2 separate regions of the Zea mays genome follow, and region 1 is linked to region 2. The links are chromatin contacts, called in public Hi-C maps. All regions are on one chromosome and are shown on one strand. The core of a region is the stretch at or near the end of the contact, and the rest is flanking DNA. Distances in the headings are between cores, read along the strand shown. Region 1 has its middle 14 kb from the start of LOC100383502. Region 2 has its middle 24 kb from the start of LOC103641941.

Region 1 (2,700 bases), core at 186-2,685, 250 kb after region 2:
GGTGATTGTGACGAAGAAAAAGATCATTACGAAGCTATGCGCAGAAGAGCTTCGGCATAACGGCGGAAAGGGAAACCGACTTAAAGATGAAAAGCCAGATTAAACCTCGAAGAATTACTATAGAGTTATTGATAAATGTAAAGGGCATTAATGTAATCTTACATGGGCTACGTCCCATACCTATAAATAGATGAACAGTGCTCCCGTACTGTTCACGCTGACTTGGCATTCACTTTTGGCGTCACATTTGTATTTTCACTCCTTCAAGCCGAAGGTACATTTGTAATTTAACATTGTCTGTAATAATAAGTTAAATGGAAATATATCAATAATAATGTTTATAAAAGATCATATTACTTTCTGTATTTTGTATGAATGTTCTTTACTTCTCATCATGGTCGTGAAGGCATGGCTTTCATAACCTTTGTCCTAGATTCATTATATCCGAAGGGAAATAATGACCCGAAGGACGAAGGGCTTTGACATTTAATATTTTATGTTGTCTTGTTCTTGATTCATAGCATCTGAGAACAAGTCCCCAACAGTGTAGGGCCCTGCGTCTTGGTGATCAGGCTATCTGTAACCGTTACCCCTAAATTTTTCCCCCTATATCACTTTTCCCCCTATTTTTCTCCCTATTTTTTCATCTCCCGCAGCGGTTCCCCCTAAATACTCCCCTTATACCCCCACTACAACTATAAAATATAATTTTCTATATCAACTATCAATTTTTTATCTACTAACAATTACTCGTGGACCCACGGTACAGTGTTTAGGGTGATGAACAGTGACACACTAGATCTGGGGCGAGAGAGAAGGGGGCCGGCACGTAGGGGGCGCTGTAGGGGCACCGCTGCGGCCGTGGAGTGCCCCCTACAGCCCCCATGCAAGGGGAGGGGGATGTGTTGCGCATAGTCTCAGATCTGCTGTAGCCTGTACCTGAAGCCAAACACAAAATTAGCATCGACCGAAAAAAAACACACACAGCATACGGAGGGGGGAAATAAAAGAGCTAAGGGCTAGTTTGGGATCCTTTTTTCTAAGGGGTTTTTATTTTTCTAAAGAAAATTAATTTATTTTCTCTTAAAAAATTAGAAAACGGTGTTTTCAAACTAGTTCTAATAAGCAGAAATGAGGAGGTCAAACCTATATAATAGTACACCGGTGGAACTTTTTGAATATTTAAATCTGCTGAGCACGGCCAGAATTGCTACTTTTCGTGTCGCTGAAAGGCCGCACTAAGCGGCTAAGATGAGTACTTTTCCTTTCACTTTCACGGAAAGGGAGTAGTAGATGTTTTAAAAAAAAGGAACGCCGCTACACGTGGCGACTCAAGTGGTAGACTCAACAGCAATCATCTAATAGCTTATGGTGGTTGGTGAATATGCCCATGGTCGTGGGCCGCTGCAGCTTCTGCACTAGCCCAAAATAATAGAGCCGACAAGCCCGGCCTGCAAATGTAATCCGAATACACCAATTGAAGCCCATTAGTGCTCAGATCAATTGTAAATATCCTAATCCTAATAGCAGATCTGCATGTAAGTCCCATTTCTGCCCATTGGAACTGCACCGAGACCTACATAACCTCAGTGCCTTTTCTTTTTTTTTCATAAAGCCATTGGAACTGCACACGGCCACACGGGACATGTTTTTTTTTCATAAAGCCATGTTTCCATGTTGATTGTTCAATGCCTTCGACCTGGCGCCCGGTAACTGAAATGTGCAAGCACTGCTGCTTCTTTCCAGGCCCTCAGAACTACAGGTCGTGTTTTTTGGTCTACATTTCTAGGAGAGTAGGAGTCAGGATGAAAGTCAAAGCTATTAAGAACTACGTTACCACGGATCACCAGATCCGCTCCCTTCCCTTCTGTCAGCAGTAGAGGCGCAAGAAGATGTAGAGAGCTCGTCTCCCTTCTCATAAGCACGACAGATGAAACACACAAGACACTGGATATAGGGTTGGGCCTCTGGCCTCTTTCTGATCTCTGTATTATGAGGAGGTGTACAAGTTCCTTATATAGGGATGTGAGACCCCTCAGGGACAAAGCAGTTATTTGCCCACATAACCCTAACTAGGGTTACTTAACACTCTCCCTTGGGCGAATACCGCGACCAACACATGCCTCGTTAAAACTCCGAAAAACCCAGTGGGAAAAATGTGGAGAAAGAGTGCATGGTGATACAAATTGCATTTGCACTTTGTTGCCTCGTTAAAAACCTCATGTGAGAAACTTCAAGAAAACTCACCAAGGGAAAAAGAGTACAACAACTGTCACCGGGACAGATTTCGATCCTTTGGGATCTAGATTCTATCGAATCTTCTACAAGGGCTAACTTTAGAAATGTGCTCCCCTGATCCTTGCAAAACTGTATCAATAAGGCAAAACATCTTCTTCTAGAAGTATATGCACATAAAGATTTAGCAAACGGATTGCATATCCTTGCAAGGACTATTTCAGGAACTTTACCTCTACTCACTTCTAGGATATACGAGGCAAGTGCACGTATCAATATAAATAAGCCACTTTGACTGATGGTGTTCGATCGACTAGATCTATATATTTGATAGAAAGTTCCATAAAGGTTCACATATTGATCATCAAGCTCACGCCTTCAGGGCATAGAATATGACATTTATTGTCTCACGGTTGTGATCAATATAAGCATTCGCTCCCCCTGACGATGACATCTGTCAAAGTC
Region 2 (2,700 bases), core at 17-2,516:
CACCGAGAACTATAGTTCCATCAATGGCGCCTACTACTAGCAGCACAGAGCATGCACACGTCAAGCACATCACGTTGCACCAGTTCCTGAAGCAACAGCAGCTGCAGCAGCACCGGATGAAGCCCGCCGTGATGTGGGGCTGGCCAGCGACGGCGGCAGCTATCGGCCGCCACGTGCCCGACGACGTCGCGGACGACGACGACGACGGCGACGGCCTCGGCGGGGCGTGGCCGCCGCGCTCGTACACGTGCGCGTTCTGCCGCCGCGAGTTCAAGTCCGCGCAGGCCTTGGGTGGGCACATGAACGTGCACCGCCGGGACCGAGCCAAGATGCGCGGCGGACACCAGCATGGCAGCGCCGCGGCGCAGCTCGGAGGCGCGGCGTCGTCGCCGGCCACGGACGAGACGCCCCACGCTGCGAAGTACGCGGTGTTGTACCCGATACTGAACTCCAGTGCCGCCGGCGCGGTCCTCATTCCCAGCGGCGACGTGCTGCTCTCGGCCGGGCCGCTGGCGCTGGCGCCCGCGCACGACCGGTGCCACGTCATCGACGACGAGGTCGAGGGAGACAAGGACGTCGACCTGGAGCTGCGCCTCTGGTGGCCGTGATCCTACATCATGGAGAGCAGTTTTTTTGTTTGTTTGTTATATTCGTGACGATGTGTGATTTTTTTTTGGCTGTCTCCTTCATAGTAGTGATTACTAGTATTTCTCATCGAATAATTAATGGCATGAGATTCACGAGTTGCCATTGATTGGAAACGAACGCCTGGCGTTTTAGTACAGGGTGTAAAACAAGCCTCGGAATAGCGGAGACGAGAGGAAAGAGAGGCTGGTGTATGAAGTCTATAGAAGCCCAACAAGTCAGCGCACCTTGAATTGTTTAACATTCATGTAGCTTACAAACAGAATTTCTATGTAGGGATTCATTCTATGTAATATCTGTATCTTTTTATTTCACTTCACTTCATGTTCATGGTATCAGGGTTGTGAGGGCACACCTTTCGTGACTCAAGTAACCTCCTGATTTGTCTTAGGTTTTCAGAAACCTCAATGGTATAGCTGGATATTTCATTTCATGGAAAAAATAACAAGTCAGTTTCGATACGTATGATGATGTAAACGAAACTTATATGCCCTAATAAGAACAATTTGACAATTTTTGTCCTCTCAATTGCAAGTCCAAAGTGTCCAGGTCAATGAGAATATCTAGCACCCTCCTACTGGCTCTGCACCCGGCCCACAAACTCATTTCGGCCCAAATAGGGCACCACATAAGACACAACACAAGAGGAAGCTGCAGCTGCAAGCGAGAGAAATCCGGAATCACGAAGCGTCTAGGGTCAGCAAACAAATACTCCGGTTGCATTGCAGCTGCAGAATTTGTTGAAGCGTCTAGCTGCAGCTGCAAGTAGAAAGTACATTTGAATGCATCAAGCTAGTCCATACTCCATACAAGTCCTCCGATTCCTATGCTTATCACAAAACTACAACTTCAACACAACGGCTAAGAGGTATTTGAATACACCAGAATTAATAGTTAGTTAGCTAAAATTAGTTAGTGGAATTAACTAGTTAACAAATAGCTACCTAACTACGGAGTATTCACTAATTTACTAAAAATAGCTAATAGGTGAACTATTAGCTAGGGTGTTTGGATGTCTCAACTAAATTTAGCCACTAACTATTAGCTCTATTGTATTTAAACACCACCTAAATTTTTTAAATAAAGTCACACTAATAGTAATGCGATTCGTTTCTTTGCTACGGTTAGTTAAACATACCATCATGCATCCCTTTTTTCGTGGATTTAAGTCAAAGAAAAAATGTCCACGCCTGATTTTAACACTTCTTGGCCTGAACTCACCAATTTTGACCAGATGAACCTGCGACCCTATTGCTGCACTCTCTTTTCTGGATAATGGGCATGTAGCCTTGCACAAAACCATGTTCGTTCAAGTTTTCCACCACATGCTCGTTGTCGCTCAATGAGGAAATCCCAATCTGCAAGTTCATTTGAATGAGTATCCAATAAGTTGACATGCAAAAGTTCTAAAAGAGACGTGCATTCCTTTTTAAATCAATTTTGATTTCCAACACAATTTCACACGAAAATATTTACAGCAGAACTGCAGGATTTACCGACCAGCTGTTTTTAGTCAAATAATTCATTGTAAGTATGCGTGTAAAGTTGAGACTCGTATGTTCAGGGAGTTGAATTTACATAAACACAAGTTCAGGTAATAGAAAACTGAAAAGTTACAAGTACTTTTAGGATGGTTCTACTTCTGTTTCGTCTTTCATAGCCGCATTTTCTACATTGCCATTGCCAGTGACACGTTTCAACCGCGATGCAGCTTTGCCAATCGACTAGTTCAATTGAATTATCTTGTCGCCCAGAGAGTTTGACGAGTTTTCTAGGTGCACTCAGAATATTAGCTATCAAACTTACCTGTTAAACGAAAACAAAAGTTAGGTACATTCGTTTCCATACCTCTAAAGCTTCATCATAAGATTAAAGCCAAACGAACATGTTGTAAGTTTATCTAAATATAGAGTTGGAGAAAGAGATTTGGATAGAATCCTCTAAAACCACAAGGGTGATGCAGATACAATACCTGTGGTTTGATTCTTGCTGTACTAAGGCCTTGTTCGGTTATTTGAATTACATGTTGATTGGTGTATTGAAATGGATTAGAAT

Evidence for each region. A called contact is a pair of places that touch in the nucleus more often than the background predicts.
Region 1: a Hi-C map of tassel shows a contact between it and region 2, with 2.1 times the contacts expected there. The contact joins two enhancer-like sites. A contact is called at or near these places in 2 of 25 Hi-C or Micro-C datasets (ear and tassel).

The regions. Positions count from the first base shown.
Region 1 is chr10:138,521,841-138,524,540 of Zm-B73-REFERENCE-NAM-5.0, forward strand. No RefSeq gene overlaps it. Among protein-coding and RNA genes, the nearest start is that of LOC100383502, 14 kb to the right of the region's middle. Within about 2 kb of position 1,436, at least 17 of the 20 cell types and tissues checked have an H3K27ac peak or open chromatin away from gene starts, as enhancers often do. A contact at or near this core is called in ear and tassel, where this site is marked.
Region 2 is chr10:138,269,670-138,272,369 of Zm-B73-REFERENCE-NAM-5.0, forward strand. No RefSeq gene overlaps it. Among protein-coding and RNA genes, the nearest start is that of LOC103641941, 24 kb to the left of the region's middle. Within about 2 kb of position 1,267, at least 11 of the 20 cell types and tissues checked have an H3K27ac peak or open chromatin away from gene starts, as enhancers often do. A contact at or near this core is called in ear and tassel, where this site is marked.